Linked DNA regions of Mus musculus: all the other regions are linked to region 3. Evidence: chromatin contacts called from public HiChIP or PLAC-seq and promoter capture Hi-C data. All regions are on one chromosome and are shown on one strand. Each heading gives the region's core, a stretch centred on a gene start, on an enhancer-like site or on the middle of the called end of the contact. The rest is flanking DNA. Distances are from core to core; before and after follow the strand shown.

The links. Promoter capture Hi-C pulls out the DNA fragments that hold promoters and counts their contacts. HiChIP or PLAC-seq counts read pairs in DNA pulled down with a chosen protein or histone mark.
Region 1: a contact with region 3 is called in an H3K27ac HiChIP or PLAC-seq map of regulatory T cell precursor, with 10 times the contacts expected there. The contact joins the promoter of Mark3 here to the promoter of Tedc1 in region 3. A contact is called at or near these places in 1 of 484 Hi-C or Micro-C datasets (CD4 T cells) and 2 of 115 datasets of contacts at active chromatin or transcription factors (regulatory T cell precursor and thymic regulatory T cells).
Region 2: a contact with region 3 is called in a promoter capture Hi-C map of pre-B cells, with 2.2 times the contacts expected there. The contact joins the promoter of Xrcc3 here to the promoter of Tedc1 in region 3. A contact is called at or near these places in 1 of 39 promoter capture datasets (pre-B cells), 2 of 484 Hi-C or Micro-C datasets (B cells and embryonic stem cells) and 1 of 115 datasets of contacts at active chromatin or transcription factors (thymic regulatory T cells).
Region 4: a promoter capture Hi-C map of pre-B cells shows a contact between it and region 3, with 3 times the contacts expected there. The contact joins the promoter of 5033406O09Rik here to the promoter of Tedc1 in region 3.

The regions. Positions count from the first base shown.
Region 1 is chr12:111,573,218-111,576,769 of GRCm38.p6, forward strand. It overlaps Mark3 (MAP/microtubule affinity regulating kinase 3), which reads left to right and starts at 1,304. Exons shown (of 18, transcript NM_001370744.1): 1 at 1,304-1,884. The coding sequence starts at 1,834. 2810029C07Rik (RIKEN cDNA 2810029C07 gene) reads right to left here and starts at 1,185. Exons shown (of 2, transcript NR_045295.1): 1 at 656-1,185; 2 at 1-523.
Region 2 is chr12:111,812,599-111,816,443 of GRCm38.p6, forward strand. Xrcc3 (X-ray repair complementing defective repair in Chinese hamster cells 3) reads right to left here and starts at 1,281. Exons shown (of 8, transcript NM_028875.3): 1 at 1,227-1,281. It overlaps Zfyve21 (zinc finger, FYVE domain containing 21), which reads left to right and starts at 1,572. Exons shown (of 7, transcript NM_026752.4): 1 at 1,572-1,779. The coding sequence starts at 1,642.
Region 3 is chr12:113,154,668-113,158,192 of GRCm38.p6, forward strand. It overlaps Tedc1 (tubulin epsilon and delta complex 1), which reads left to right and starts at 1,754. Exons shown (of 8, transcript NM_134041.3): 1 at 1,754-1,904; 2 at 2,008-2,086; 3 at 2,494-2,696; 4 at 2,911-3,060; 5 at 3,402-3,500. The coding sequence starts at 1,770.
Region 4 is chr12:111,942,803-111,946,370 of GRCm38.p6, forward strand. It overlaps 5033406O09Rik (RIKEN cDNA 5033406O09 gene), which reads right to left and starts at 1,680. Exons shown (of 3, transcript NR_029464.2): 1 at 1,355-1,680; 2 at 1,083-1,264; 3 at 1-409. Gm36757 (a long non-coding RNA gene) reads left to right here and starts at 3,156. Exons shown (of 3, transcript XR_003950158.1): 1 at 3,156-3,568.

The DNA.
Region 1 (3,552 bases), core at 54-2,553, 1.6 Mb before region 3:
CTTGTTTTGTCTTGGGACCCTCTGGCCTCTCTGGATGTGATGCTGGTGTTTGAAGATCTGTTGTTTCACAAAGCAGGATACACCAGGATATCGGGGTGTTGGGGGGGCAGAACCAAAGCAAGCAAACAAAACATAAGAAGGAAAGAAAGCAAAGTTTAGTCACTCACAAGTTTAGCCATTTCTAAAGCTGTAGGAATGGGGTTCAGATCCTTCTATAACCAACACCACCGATGGCCTGGGTAAAGTAACCAACTTACCCAGACTTTAGGTCACGTGCTGTGCCTGAGCATCTTATGCGGCTACACTGAGGCTTAATGAATAACCGGCACAAGGTGGACTATTAGTAACAGTTTGTCTTACCCCGGCTCACATAGCCCTCCCTCCTCTACCAATGGATTCTCTCCTTAGAAGACATAAAGAGGTGACACGCTGAGCAGGCCTTCTAGAAGAGGCAGCATATTCAGAGTTCCACCTGCAGGTCACTCCCTGGTCCAAGCCTGTAGCAATATCGCTCTTCAGAAGACTGAAGTAAGAGAGGGAGAGGCGAGAGAGGAGGAAGGAGAAAGGGACAGAGGGGAAAAGTGAGGGATAGAGGGAGTGAGAGAACGAAAGGGAGAGGAAGAGACAGAGAAATATTGATTATATAAGCCCCTACCGGCATTTAGGATCTGATCCTGGGGGCGTCTACGTGATCTCATCGAGTCCCTCTTCCCAGCTTTTTGTGCTACCTTGTTATTTTATACTTCACTCTTTCATCCGAATGGGTATTCAATTGAGCCGGCTCCGATAACCAGTGGCTCCTTAGTCAGAGGCAAAAAAGTTCTTTGGCTGGATGCTAGATGCCTCGGTTACGAAGCAGGAGCCTGGCTCCTTCCTCTTCAGCTAGACCAGTGACTGCTGCTTCGCTGCTGGAGCTCCATCCTTTGCAGCGTGGCCGCGGGAAAGAAAAGTCAATTTTTGCAAACAGTAGGCTCTTCATGTGTAGTATAATCCAGACAGCCTAGATCTGTACTCTGCAAATGCCAGCCCAGCAGTCGGGCACAGGATGCCCTCTAGGGAAGTGGTCCGGAGGGGTCAGGGATGCCCAGGCAATCTGGACCATTGGAACTCTCCGCCCGCTAGAGAGGAGACCAAGCAAGACCTTTCCGACGGCACCACCCCCTCAGACCCAACAGGACGAGTCGCCCCTAGCAACAGCAGCCGGCAGCTAGCTCCGACCGCGCTGATTGGCGGAACTCCAGGCGGCCGTAGCGTCACTTCCGGCAGCCGGAGGCAGCGGAGGAAGCCGAGGCGCGGCCATCTTGAGTCTGTAAGGCTCCTGAGGTGCCGGGAGCGGCGGTGGCAGCCGGCAGGGCGAGGCCGGGCGGAAAGCGAGCCGGAGAAGGGAAAGCAGCCGGGCGTGGGCGCCTCCTCCGCGGCTCCCTCCATGGTCGGCGCCTGCAGGCCGCGGCGGCCTGTCTTGCGCTCCATCTCCGCTCCATCCTCCTGCGCTGCTGCCTCTTCAGGGGCTGCCGGCCGCGCCGTGTCGAGCCCCCGGGGCTGAGCTCCGCGGCGCTGCGGCTGCGAGCGGCGAGGAGGCGCGGGGCCCGCGAGGCCCGTGAGGTGCCCTGAGGCTTGCGGCGGCGGCCAGCCGGCCCGCTTCCAGTGCGGCCGCCGGCGCTGGGGGAGAATGAGCCCCGGGGCCCGCGGGCGCACGGCCCGGGCCAGGCCGGAGATCTAGACTCCGGCCAGGGAGGGCAGGGCCCGGAGGCTCGCGGCCGCTGCTCGCCGGCCGCCCAAAGCTGGGCGGTTTTGTTTTCGCCTTGGCGTTGTGCGGAATCAAAGCGCAATAAGATGTCCACTAGGACCCCTTTGCCAACGGTGAATGAACGAGACACTGAAAACGTGAGTGGACTGCGCTGCAGGGTGGCAGACCCTCAGGGTGGTAGCAGGGGGATCCAGCCCAGATGCTCCAGGCAGGGGTCAAGGCGCAGCCCTGTCCTGCGGCGCGCGTGCGGCCTGCGCGCTGTCCTTACGGTCGGCTGAGCATTACCCGTCCGTGCGCTGCTGCGGCCAGTGCGCGGTTGAACACAACTCTCCTCTTAACGTCGGGCAGGGTCTGAGCCTGCCAGTCAGACCTAGGTGCAGATTAATAGGATCCAATCGGGTCGAGCGGAGCGCCCTTTAAAAGGGGACTAAGTTTAATGACAACTGCCAAAACTAAGTGCCCCGTGGAGAGATCCTTGTGGGCCCCCGTAGTTCCCGCACTCACAAGAGTAGTTCTCTGCTCCAGAGCCGCTGCCTTTATCAAGGAGTAGCTTCCCGTCCTTGGCAAAGCTAAATCTGTTCGGAAGCAGCGGGCTGAGTGTTTTGAGAAGCAGATGTGAAGCTCTGCTCTGTTCTGCTGCCCGGCCGAGGGACACCCACTGGGTTGCCTTTTCCTTCCGCTGCAAAAGGTTGGCTTGGAGTAGCTCTCAGGCCCGGTCCAGTGTGCACACCCAGCAAATCTATGTAAAAGGATTTTGTTGGAAAGGACCTGCAGAACCAAACCAAACCACAGCCTGGAGCAGCATTGCTAGGGAGTGACAAACGTGTAGTAGAAGTTCTACTGAAGAAATGTTTGACCTGCCCAAGTGTTTTTTGAACTCTTCTTCCGCATCGGATTCCAAAGTGTTCCAGCCTAGCTTTGTCCTCTGTAAAGCATTTAGTAAATAACTTGTAAAGAAACTTCACTGGCCTTTCATTATGCGGAGCTATGAGGTAACTGCTGGCAAGAAAATGCAGTCTCTTTGGAAAAGCTTTCATGCTTCGGGTGTTTTCATGCTTTGAAAACCATCCTTAGACATGGTGACCTAGTGGTATCAAATGCCTTCATTTTAATCTTCAAAATGACACTTGTGCTTGATAGCTATTAGGTAATTTAATCTATTTGGTCTAAGTCATCTCTGTGGTGTGTTACTATACAGTTGTATATGTTCTTCCCCCTGAGATAGATAGAAGATTTCCTAACTGGGAGAGCTTAGACTAGACCTTTTCCCTCCTCTTCCTTCCTCACCCTTCTCCCCTTCTTTCTCTTTTTTTTCTCTTCCTCACTTCTTTGTTCCACAGTTCTTGCTGTGTTGCTTGGGCTGTCTAAGGGAGCCTCTGCCTCAGTTTCCCCACAGCAGAGGATACAGACACATCCACCTGAGACCTTTCCTCTTTATGTTCTTTTGAAGAAACTTATCTTTGACCTGATTGATCATCATATTCTTTGGCTACCCTAAAAAATGAAGCAAGTAAATCAGTTGATTGGCTTTGATCATTGAAATCAAAACTTTAGGTAGAACTAGAACTTATGCTTTCTAAATTGAAGAAACAGGTTTATGATAATGAAAGACACCATTTTAGTCTTCTTTAAATTTCTATACTATCATCTGTCTGTCTATCTAATCTGCCATGTCTGTCTGTCTGTCTGTCTGTCTATCTATCTATCTATCTATCTATCTATCTATCTATCTATCTATCTATCTATCTAATCTGCCATGTCACTGTGTAGCTCTGGCTATCCTGGAATTCTCTATGTAGACTAGT
Region 2 (3,845 bases), core at 31-2,530, 1.3 Mb before region 3:
TCAGAGAACAACAGAAGAGGCAGCTCCACCGTACCAGAAAGCACAGAGAAAGTCTCCCGAAAGGGGCCCGGAGGGGACAGCACCAGGCCAGTGTGAGGAAAGGCGTGTCCTACAGTACACTGCAATGGGTTCAAATGACAGTGCCAAGAGGCACTAAGGATGGGGTGGAGTGGCTCAGGAGCCAAGTTTGAGGAGGCCGAGGACGTGAGATCTGGTGCTGGGCAGGTTTGGTGGGCTGCCAGTAATCCCAGGGCTCAGAAGGCAGAGACAAGTTCCTCAGAGCAGGCCGACAGGCTGAATCTGTGGACTTTGGGTTCGTAGGGCAAGTGATGGAGGAATATATGTCAGACATCTGCCTTCCACACACGCACACACATCAGTACGGATGCAAACGGACATACACGTATGTACATACAACACACACACATACACCACACCACACAGGGCAGGAGGGAAGGGAGAACATGCTTTCAGACACAAAGCTCTGGCACCAGAACTCAAAGGTCCCCCAAGCCATCGCTACAGCGTCCAGTGGTGAACCAGAGCAATCACAGGGCTTGGTGGAGACTGGACAGAGGACATAGTCAGGGGCGGGTTCTATCTGTGCACCCGCAAATGCCAAGGCCTTGAGGCAGCTAACCTTGCTTTACAAAGTGCCACTGAGCAACTTCTACTTCAACACTGAGAACCTGTGTCTCAGACAAAAGCACAGAGCTCCATGCTCCACTTGGCCGCCTGCCTTCCGGAGAAGTAGGGTTACACCAGCTCATCCCTCCAACTGGGCTAGAGTGTGTCCAATTGTGTCAGAGAGAGAGCAAAGCTCCTGGGTAGCTGATTTGGCCAATTACCCAAAGAAGCTAGAGGGTGAGGCGCGCGCGGTGGCTCACACCTGTATCAGTGCGAGGAAGGCTGAGGCAGGACTGCTGAATCCAAGGCCAGCCTAGGCTACACGCACAATGTGACTCGTCCTTACGAACACCACAAGAAAAACAAAAGTCACAGATCAAATCTGCAGCGAGTGGTCACGCTGTGGCTGGCCTGGGACTCTAGTGCGGAAAGCAGGTCCCGCGCTCAGTTCGATTCCTTCAAACCCCGCTACGGGCTTGAAGGGGTGCCCCGCTGGGGAAGCTCGTTCTTGAGTCCCGACCTGGGGCGCTCGAAACCCACAGTGTCCTCTGTCCTCTCCCGCCACCCCATGTTCGGCCACTCGCGATCAGCTAACTCACCTCCCGGATCAGCGACCCCGCAAGTCTCCCGCGCGCTCCGCCCGCTCCTGAAGCCCCGCCCATCTCAATCTTCTCTTCCAATGAGAGGCCAGAGTCCGAGTCTGCTCCACCCAGAAGAAACGAAGAGGCGCCTACGTGGCTGACTAATTGGCCAATCCGAAGTCACACTCTCCCTAGAGGGGCGAGGGTGCCCCTCCGGTCTTCACCGCCGATTGGTGGCCAGCCGTAGGGGCGGGATCCTTGCACGGATTGGAGAAGGGCGACTCTGGGGCGGATACTACTCTCCGATTGGTTCATATTACGAGCTCTGGCTGCGGATTGGGCTTCGGAGCTGTCATCGTGTCTGCGGGCGGGGCGGGGTGGCGCCTTGTGTGGGCTCAGCGCGGGCGGTGGCGTGAGGGGCTCAGGCGGAGACATGTCCTCGGGGGTGGCCGCGCGTCGCGACGCCAAGAAGCTTGTGCGCTCGCCAAGTGGCCTGCGCATGGTGCCGGAGCACCGCGCCTTCGGAAGCCCTTTCGGCTTGGAGGAGCCGCAGTGGGTTCCGGACAAGGAGGTGCGTCCTAGCCCCCGGGTCCCCAACCCGAGCCGGGGCGTCTCCCGCCTCCGTCCTAGGGACGCTCGGCCGCGGCTCCCCTCCGGGCGTTCCCGCTGTCCCTTCTGCGCTGTGGGGCGTTTTCCATTCCTTGGCGGTCATTGGCTGCGCGGTGCGGAGCCCCGGGGAGGCCCGAGGGGGAGCGGTGGAGCGGCTCACCCGTGAGCCGTGCGCGAGTTTGGGGCTGGAGTGTGTCCGTGGGGCGAGGGTGAGGGAGTCCGCCTCCACCTGCCCACGGAGGAACGGTGCCAAAGGGTTTGCAATCTTCGAAGTTCTAAACTCTGCAAAGCTTGGCCACTTGGGAGAAAATAGGAGCAATTCACGCATTCCATGCGATTTTATTTCAAAGCAAATTAAATATCTTTAAAAGACACCAACGAAAGTACTGGCGACTTTGATAAACTTTGAAACAACTTTTCTTCATTTATTCATGTGTGTATGTGCCTTTGTCCCCAATGTCACAGCGCTGGTGTGTAGATCAGAGGATAATTTGTAGAAGAGAGTTTTCTTAAACCATCTGGGTCCCAGGGACGGAATTCAGGTCTCAGGTGTGGCGGCACGTGCCTTTACTTGGTGAGCTATCTTAATGGCTCGTGTAAATTCATCCATGTTTCTGTTTCTCTCCCTCCTTCCCTTTCTCCCTCTCCTTCCCTTCCTCCCCTCTCCCCCTCCCACCTCCCCGTCCTTGGCCTAGCACTCATAAGATCTGCCTTCAGAGTGCTAGGCATGCACTACCACACGCCTCTACCACACACTGTTGCTATGTTGTCCTCGAACTCCTCCTCCCTCAGCCTCTTGAGTTAAAGATGTGCTTCACCACACCTGGCCTCCTCCCAAATTTTTTAAGTTAGAGTCCCTGCTTGGAATTCTAATCAGCTGCTCTTCTTTCCCCTTGAGAGCTCATCCACAGGTGGCCGAGGCCAGCGGCTTCTTAGAGTGAGGTCCAGTGTTCTTGAAACAGGGACTGGAGAGCCACCCGTGCGTGCAGCCAGAAGGTTGTAGCCTGGCTGCTGTTGCTCTGCACCCCACCCCACCCCCCAAACTCTGAAGTTCCTGAGAGCCCTGAAGGAGAAGGTTCATCTTGTACTCAGAGCCCCTGGCTATACCAGGTGTGTCACTGAGCCGTCCCTGCCCTCCTGGTTGTGCCCTCAGTTTTGCACTTTACCTTTGTACTTAGGCATCTGAGCACATAGTTCCTCTTGGGTGCAAAGATAACTGAGCACAACCCTCGAGTGCACTTAGCGTCCCTGAAGTGGGTGTGGGCTTAGGAATGGGCCAGCGTGATCATTCGTGGTGTAGGTAGGTGTCTGAGTTCAGGGTAGTGAGTTCCAGGCCAGCCAGGGCTATACAGTGGGACCCTGTCTTAAAAAGACAAAAAAAAAGGGTGTGTGTGTGTGTGTGTGTGTGTGTGTGTATGTTGGAATACAACCTGGACTCCAGCCCCTGGACGGAGTGGGTGTTGGGGAGGTGGCTCAGCGGAATAAATTGCTTGTGAATGAGTCTAGAACTGGTCAGACATAACTGTTTCCAGGAAAGGCCAATAATGCCTAGATTGGAATAAGGGGCACATTTGGGGCGGGTGGAGGAGGCCAGTGGGGTGGGAAGCCGAGTGGGAAAAGTGTTCACTGGCTCTAGGCCGGGGCTCTAGAGGAGCTATCTCAACATTCCTCCTGCTCTACAGGGGGTCCTTTAAGGTAGATGTTTCCCCCGATTGACACCTGATGAAATCTTTATGTAAAACTTTAAAATTTACAGTGTTTGTGGTACATCCCCATAAGTCTGGATAGCTTGACAGAACTCCATGTCTGTGCCAAGCAGGGAGGAGAGGTTGCTCTGACTGGAGTGCCGAGGAGAAGGGCGCCGACTCTGTGAGTGTCTCAGGCTTGGCTTTGCAGGGGTGACCATGACTGAGAGATGCTTGGACAAGCATAGGTGGCAAACTCCCACTGTAGGGAGGGTGGAGCCCAGGGCCTGATGGGGGGGGGGGCACTCTCCAGTCCAGTCAGGATTCAGGCCTCAGCTCCCCT
Region 3 (3,525 bases), core at 504-3,003:
CCCACCTTCGGTATTAGTTTCCTACTAGGAGGGGTGAGGGTATCTTTGGTGTCCAACCAGACCTGCAGAGGACCTGGAAGAGATGTATGGGTGAAGGGCAGAAACTCACTTTCCCCTGTTGTCTTCCACCCTTAAGGCCCCTGTCTTCCTCATACTTCCAGCCCCTCGAGCCCAGATCCACGTCTCTCAACTGGAGTAGACTTGGGCCTCCAGCAACCTGAGAGGCCTGTAGGAATGAGCAGGTCAGGTGAGGGAAGTGTATAGTATTGCAAAGAAGCCTAAGCGGCAGAGAGTTCCATAAGGGTGTATCAGGAGTTCCTTGGCACAGTAGACAAGAACTCAAGTCTTTGTGCTTTTCAGGGCGCTTCGTGTTTAAGGTGTGCAGTATAGCATGGCTCTGAAGCGAGGGCAGGAAGAGCAGGTAGAAACTAGCTGGGCGAGGCCATTTGCTGTGTGGCAAGGGGCCAGGAAGGAGGAGACCCTGAGGCAGAATAGCTGAAGGTATCCAGATGAGCAGAGGAAGGTCTGCAGCAAAACACAGGGAGGGTCAAGGTAAAGGTGAGCCCGCAGTCTCCGCACTTCCGGAGGGCGTGGCCATCCTGTAGACCGCCGTTAAACTGGCAGGTGCCAAGGGACAGCTCTGCCCCTCCCTCTCACCTCACTTTCCTTTTCCGCACCGCACCCTCTCCCTCTCCACCTGCCTCTTCTTTCCTAGCTTTGAGATGCAGAGTACACGCAGTACTGTCTGTCCGCTGCTCCAACTATTTTTGGTGGCGACATCGAGGGCACAAAGCTTAGTTTGTGTCCGCTCGAGCGTTCAGGTCTCGCCCCAGCAATTCTTCCTGCCACTCGTCGCCTACAGGCTTGTCTCTGGATCACCGTTGGCAGCGTCCGGCCTTTGTCCGGCCCTCCTCCACACGCACTGGCGCACATAATGTGATCTTTCGCATCCGGCTTCCCACAGAGGCTGCTCTGGCTTCACCTAGGTTGTAGCCACGTAGTAGGCTCATGCCGGTTGCGGAGGATAGTTGCCGACTGCATGTCTTTCCCCGTGCATCAGGTTGCACTCTGGGTTCATTCTGCCATTGTCATGTAGCTACTGTGAATCCTTGCGGGATTCTCAAAGCTTACCAAGATTGCTCCTGAAGGGCTGAGTGCAAAACTAAGTTCAACCTTAAAAGAGAGGGCCGCACCCTTTTATGAAGTGGAGAATTTTCCTTAAAAACTGCTCTTCTAGTGGCTGGAGGAAGAATGAATATGGGGACAAGGAAGTCTGGGGCTGGCTGTACATGAGAGGGAGGATGGCTTTCCGAAGAGACTTCTGGCGACGTGGCCCCCGGAACTCCCCACCCACTTCGCAGGGCTCAGCTGCTTCTCGCGGAGGCCTGGCGACCCCTGGCGGCGGGTTCCTTCCAGGGCGGCTTCGCAGAGACACTCCCTTCGTGGCTGGGTGGAGCCACATTGCTCCTTCCTCCGCTCCTCCAGGGAACACCTCGGGCGCATGCGCGCCCTCCAGCCTCGCGCTTCCCTAGCCCGGGGTTGCTAAGGCGGTTGATAAGTCGAGGTGCTGATTGGTGAGTTCCAACGGAGTTGGCACCTCCAATCCCCGCCCCCGACCCCGGAAGTGCCTGCCTACGGGATAGACTGGTAGGCACTCAAACGCCAGAGTCATCGTTCATTGGGCCTGAGGGGAGAAGGCGGGCCTCATCCGGAACTGTGATTGGTCGGGGTCCCGAGCGGGCAATCCGAGGCTGTCTAGTGCTGGCTGTATGCGGCGGCGGCGGAGCCGGGTGGAAGGGGCTGCCCGGGCCCTGCCTGAGGCTGTCGCCGCGCTGAGTCGGTGCCTGCCTGCTGGGCCCAGCCCAGAAATCTTCCGCCGCGCCAAGTTCGATCGACCTGAGGCGGTGAGGCTATTCGAGTAGGCGGTCGGGGTCGGGGCAGGCGTTGCCTGGGCTGATGTAGGTGACACCTGATACCCGCTGACTACAAACTCCTCGTTTGCTTCAGGCTCCAGTGCTCTGGCAGCTTCTCTTGCGCGTGCTCTCACCGCTTGCTGCAAACAATACCTGGACCGACCTTGCCCCAGGTAAGCCCCGCCCTCTCAGAAAGCCGCTCCCCAAGGCTATTGTAGTTTTGTCTTAACCCACCAAGTCCCGCCCCATCAAAGCTCCTCTGTTGTTTCCTCCCTTCCTGCAGGCACCTGCTCCTCTCGCTGTTGCGCCCACTTCCATTAGTATAAGTTCCCACTAGCCTTTACCACGCTTACCTGGGTAGTAGTGGCTTTATCACTCCAGTGAAACGCTGAGACTGGCCAACCACTCACAGAAATCCTGCCCGTTGGTTATCACTTTGCCTCCTCATAGACTCTCAGATCTCGCCTCCTTAGTCCACGCTTAGCAGGTTCTAAGCTTAGGGGGTGCTCTCAGGTCCCCAGAGGGATCCAGGTGAAATCTCCAGGTTAGCACCCCCTGATCTGATCATTTCCCACTCCAGAGGCCCAAGCCTGTGTGGTGAAATCAGCACTGGGCTCCCAAGGCTACCCCAGGTCTGTGCTGCTACAATTTCCAGACGGCAGTTCTCAGGGAAGCCGGGAACTGCTGTTGGCCCTGTCTTGGCTCCTCGCCCGAGGACCCTTGCTTGAGCAGCTGCTTGCCCAGACCCGTGTGCAGCTGGGTGACCAGTTGCCCCAGTGGGAGGTGAGTATGTAATTGAGGGTGTCAGAGCCCTGCTTTGCCCAGAACCCGTGGATTTCTCCGGGCTTCCAGCTCATGTGGTATTTGCCCTTGGTGTGGTTCTCATCCAGCTTTGAAGCTGAGGATGTACGTCAGTAGTACAGCTTCCCTGTCCTGGTCCTTCCTCGAGATATGGGATGTATAGCAGGGCTGACTCTTGTTCCCTCTCTACTGTGAGGCCCCAACCAGTCCTGGTCCTCCTGCACCCTTTGTGGAACCAAAGAGCCCCGTGGATCTCCGACTAGTGGAATGGCTGATGGGAAGGCTGCGGTTTAGGTGGCGATGCCTGATCTCTAGTCAGCAGGAGCAGTGTATCCTCCTCAGCAAGGTAATACAGGCACATGGCTCTTCACCCTGTGCCCAGGCTGCCTTTCCCTGGGGTCCATCTCTGTCACCACTATTGGACCACTGGACTGCTGGGCTTATCCCAACTCTGACCTTTACAAGCAGGGACGGACCGTGCTTTACCTGTGTCCTGGTGAGCAAGGTGTGGAAGCCCTCGGTGAAGTTGTCTGGTGCCCTTCTGCAGCCTCTGCCCCCAGTATTACTGGGGTATCCTGAGCCCAGCTCTGTCCTTTCTGGTTATAAGTGGTCTCTAAAGGTGCCCATATTCGGCTGAAAGATCTTGCTGGGAGCTACTCCCCAGCCTGGCTATTTTACCTATTACAGATCCACCTGTACACGCAGGGATGCCACAGCCAACAGAGCCTTGGCCATCTTTCTGTTGCCGAAACAGAGATGCTTAGAGATCCAGAGAGCGGTCAGCAGGTGAGGATTGGCAGGGTGCTGCAGT
Region 4 (3,568 bases), core at 430-2,929, 1.2 Mb before region 3:
CAAGAACTCACTACCTACAGTAATTTCCTTGCTTCAGCCTGTTGGGTGCTTTATTTTTTTTTTTCTAGGTATTCTAGAACATTCTACAGAACCGCCTGAGCAGCCTCCCTCCAGTTTCTCAGGCCTTCTTCCTCCTCTGGTTCCTTCTGGTCGGGTGGAATGTCAGTCAACCAGCTGGAAGTGGGAGGGGGACTCAGAGGATTCTGGTCTGCCTTTCTGCTCAACCCTGACAAGCAGTGGTGCCCCAAGGCTACCCTGCAAGCAAGATGACCCGCTCTGGGACCACGAAGGAATCACACACGCGGGCTCTGTTCTGAGAAAGGGACAGGTTTAGATGAGAAACAAGAGCACTGCGCTGCTGCCTCTGGCATCTCGGAAAAACTCCAGGCTTCATGACAACAGCTTGTACCTAGAACCGAAAAAGAAGCCAGAAGCGTGCATGAGCAACAGGAATTCCAGTCAGTCTGAGCAGCTCTGGACTCCCCACCACAGGAGGCTGGGCCTGCACATTCCTGTAGCCATCTTCATCACTGCTGAGCCCCCTTCCCTCTGCTCTGGGCCGCATGGACCGTCCAGACTGGGCACCATGGCGATTCATGAGGATGGCCAGCCGTCTGTCCATCCCAGACTAAAGGCCCAAAACTGGCCCTGCAAGGCAGACCTGGGTTTTGAGAGCCTGAGCCCTCTGGCTGTGCCTCCTAAGCCCCTCTGTCCCTGTAGGGCCTGCCTTGTGGAAGCACAAAGAATTAGCTTTCGAAGCAGCAGGTCAGGAAAAGCAGGGTCTAACTGATATTCTAATTAGGGCGGCTTGAGCCTCCTCCACCCCATGACAGTGCGAGCTCGGCCTGCTGGGGACAGAGAGCGCAATGACAGCTCTGGTCTCCTCCTGCCTGATTTTGCTGGAGGCATCTTTCCTCCCTTCTGTTCATCAATTGTTTCTTTTTGGCCAGCATGGTGGGGGATGGGGCTCATGGACACTGTGGCTACGGTGGCACCTGTGTTCTCTCCCCAAGCCTAAGCCATATTGCCCTCCTGCTCCAACAGAGACCCAGCTTTCCTTCCTCTGGCCTTGGCCTGCCTACCTGGAAAGGCACTGGGTTGGCTTCCATTCAGGCTGATTCCTCATTAAACAGACACGCCCCTTGAAAGTTCCGTTTTCCTGGTCACTCATTAGGAAACCCAGTTCCTGGCCTACCTTCACGAGAGAATGGGGAGCCGAGCTGTGCAGACTGTGGAGGCCCCACTCTGCAGAAAGAAGGTCTCCCTAGGAGACAGCAACAGATGCCACAGACTGGCCCTGGCCATGCTCATCCCGCTTTCAGGGACCCACGAGTCCCTCCTCCCCCAGCCCTACCTAGATGAGGATACAGGAGAGCCAGGCTCAGTGATGACTCCGGGAGCAGAAGGAAGTCCTGAGTCACCCTGGCCGGGAGCAGGAAGTGGTTATCACCAGAACCAGCACTCCCAAAGCCCAGGAAGCCAGAGTGTGACGTCACAGCGGTGATGTCACCAGCCAGCAGGGATAGGAAGCATCTGCCAGGTCCCCAGCAGCCAGCCCTGTGCTTCTCCGTTCATCCTCTGTCCCTCTGTCCACCATGCGTGCTGCGGTCTACCCTGAGCACCGTGGCTGGCTGGGAATAGCTGAGTGAGGGCCTTGTCTAGTCTAGTAGGACACAGTGTGTGGTTCAGAGCTGGCAGGCGGGGCCTGGGCGGCTAGGGGGCGGGGCCGTGCCTGGGACCGCCCTCAGGAAAGGCCTCACTGAGCAGTTGGTGGTGTCTGCTTTGGGGCTTTGTGGGGTTCTGGGCCAGTTAAAACTTCCCTTCCTGGTGGAGGCAGTTTCACACAGCCTCCGTGTGGATGGACTCTGGCTATTTACAGGGCTGTAGGAAGAGGCTGAGTCACCAGGTAGCCTCCCTGGAGGCCCATGAGACTGGTCACCAAGGTCACAACCCTTGTGAGGCTGGTAGCCTGGAGCCTCTGGACCCTGACCCGAATGGGAGTTCAACTCTGCCCTGATAAGATATCATCTGCAGCCCGCTGGGCTTGGGGACTGTCACTTTATTGGTTTTGAAGTGCCTTGTTATTTTTTTGGTTATAGAGGTGATGTGGCCGAGTGATAAAGTCCTTTAGGCACCAGTGTGTGTGGGCGATGTTGTTGTTGGTGCCACCTCATGATGGGATGACTTGCCCAATCATAATTTACTAAAATCACAGCTCAACTAAGACCCTGGTAGAGAGAAATGCCATGAACCCCAGTCCTTCCCCACCTGAAGACCATCCACGACACACTTCTGGGGAGCCTCGCTCGGTGTGAACTGTAGGGTAGGTCTGGGTAAGAGCTGGACAAGAGAGCTGCTGACCCAGCCGGCCTGCCCTCCCCCCACCCCACCCCCAGCTGCTGTGACCACCCGGCATGCTGCTTATCTTGTTTCCCCAGATGCTTCCTGTGTGGGATGTAGGGGTGGGAGTGAGGGCCAGGCACTCTTCCAGGTCGCTCTGGAGACCTGATGTATCCCAAAGCTGAATGAACCCTGGGGGGAAGACTCCTGATGGCTTGCACGTGGGCCTTGAGGGAGAGACTGAGGGGGCACTCAGTCCCTGCATACCGTCCTTGGATGGGGTCCTCACCCACTGCGAGGCTGTAGGAGGCTGCCCCTGCCAGAAGTAAAGGCTAAGCCCGCTTCCCGTGCTGTCCTTGATATGCCCCAGCCATGGAAGCAGGTCAGGCCTCGGGGCAGCCCTCATACCAAGCTCCACTAAGTGGCACCCCTAGCTACTCCTCTTCAGCCCAGAGGGCATCCTCCTCTTCCTCCTCACTTCTCTGAACACAGAGGAGCATGCAGGCACAGAGCAGGGTGCAATAGCGACATGTCTGAGAACTCCACGGAAAGGTGCCCGCGGACACTGCCAGGCTTTCACCAGGTCCCCCTCCCTCATATCCCCTGGAACTTGTTTGCTCAACTCTGGTTCTCATCTGGGAACCTGGCTTCCCAAGGAACTTTGAGACCAGAGCCACCTCCATTGTATGTGTGATGGGGTTGGGCGGGAAGGGGGGGTGGGAAAGAATGCCTAACTAGTTACAAACCTTCCACATTCACAAAAGCTTACAGTTCATAATGGAATCTTTTCTGGCCCACAGCCCTGCAAAGCCCCAAAGCAGACACCACCAACTGCTCAGTGAGGCCTTTCCTGAGGGCGGTCCCAGGCACGGCCCCGCCCCCTAGCCGCCCAGGCCCCGCCTGCCAGCTCTGAACCACACACTGTGTCCTACTAGACTAGACAAGGCCCTCACTCAGCTATTCCCAGCCAGCCACGGTGCCCAGGGTAAACTACAGCACGCATGGTGGACAGAGGGACAGAGGATGAACGGAGAAGCACAGGGCTGGCTGCTGGGGACCTGGCAGATGCTTCCTATCCCTGCTGGCTGGTGACATCACCGCTGTGACGTCACACTCTGGCTTCCTGGGCTTTGGGAGTGCTGGTTCTGGTGATAACCACTTCCTGCTCCCGGCCAGGGTGACTCAGGACTTCCTTCTGCTCCCGGAGTCATCACTGAGCCTGGCTCTC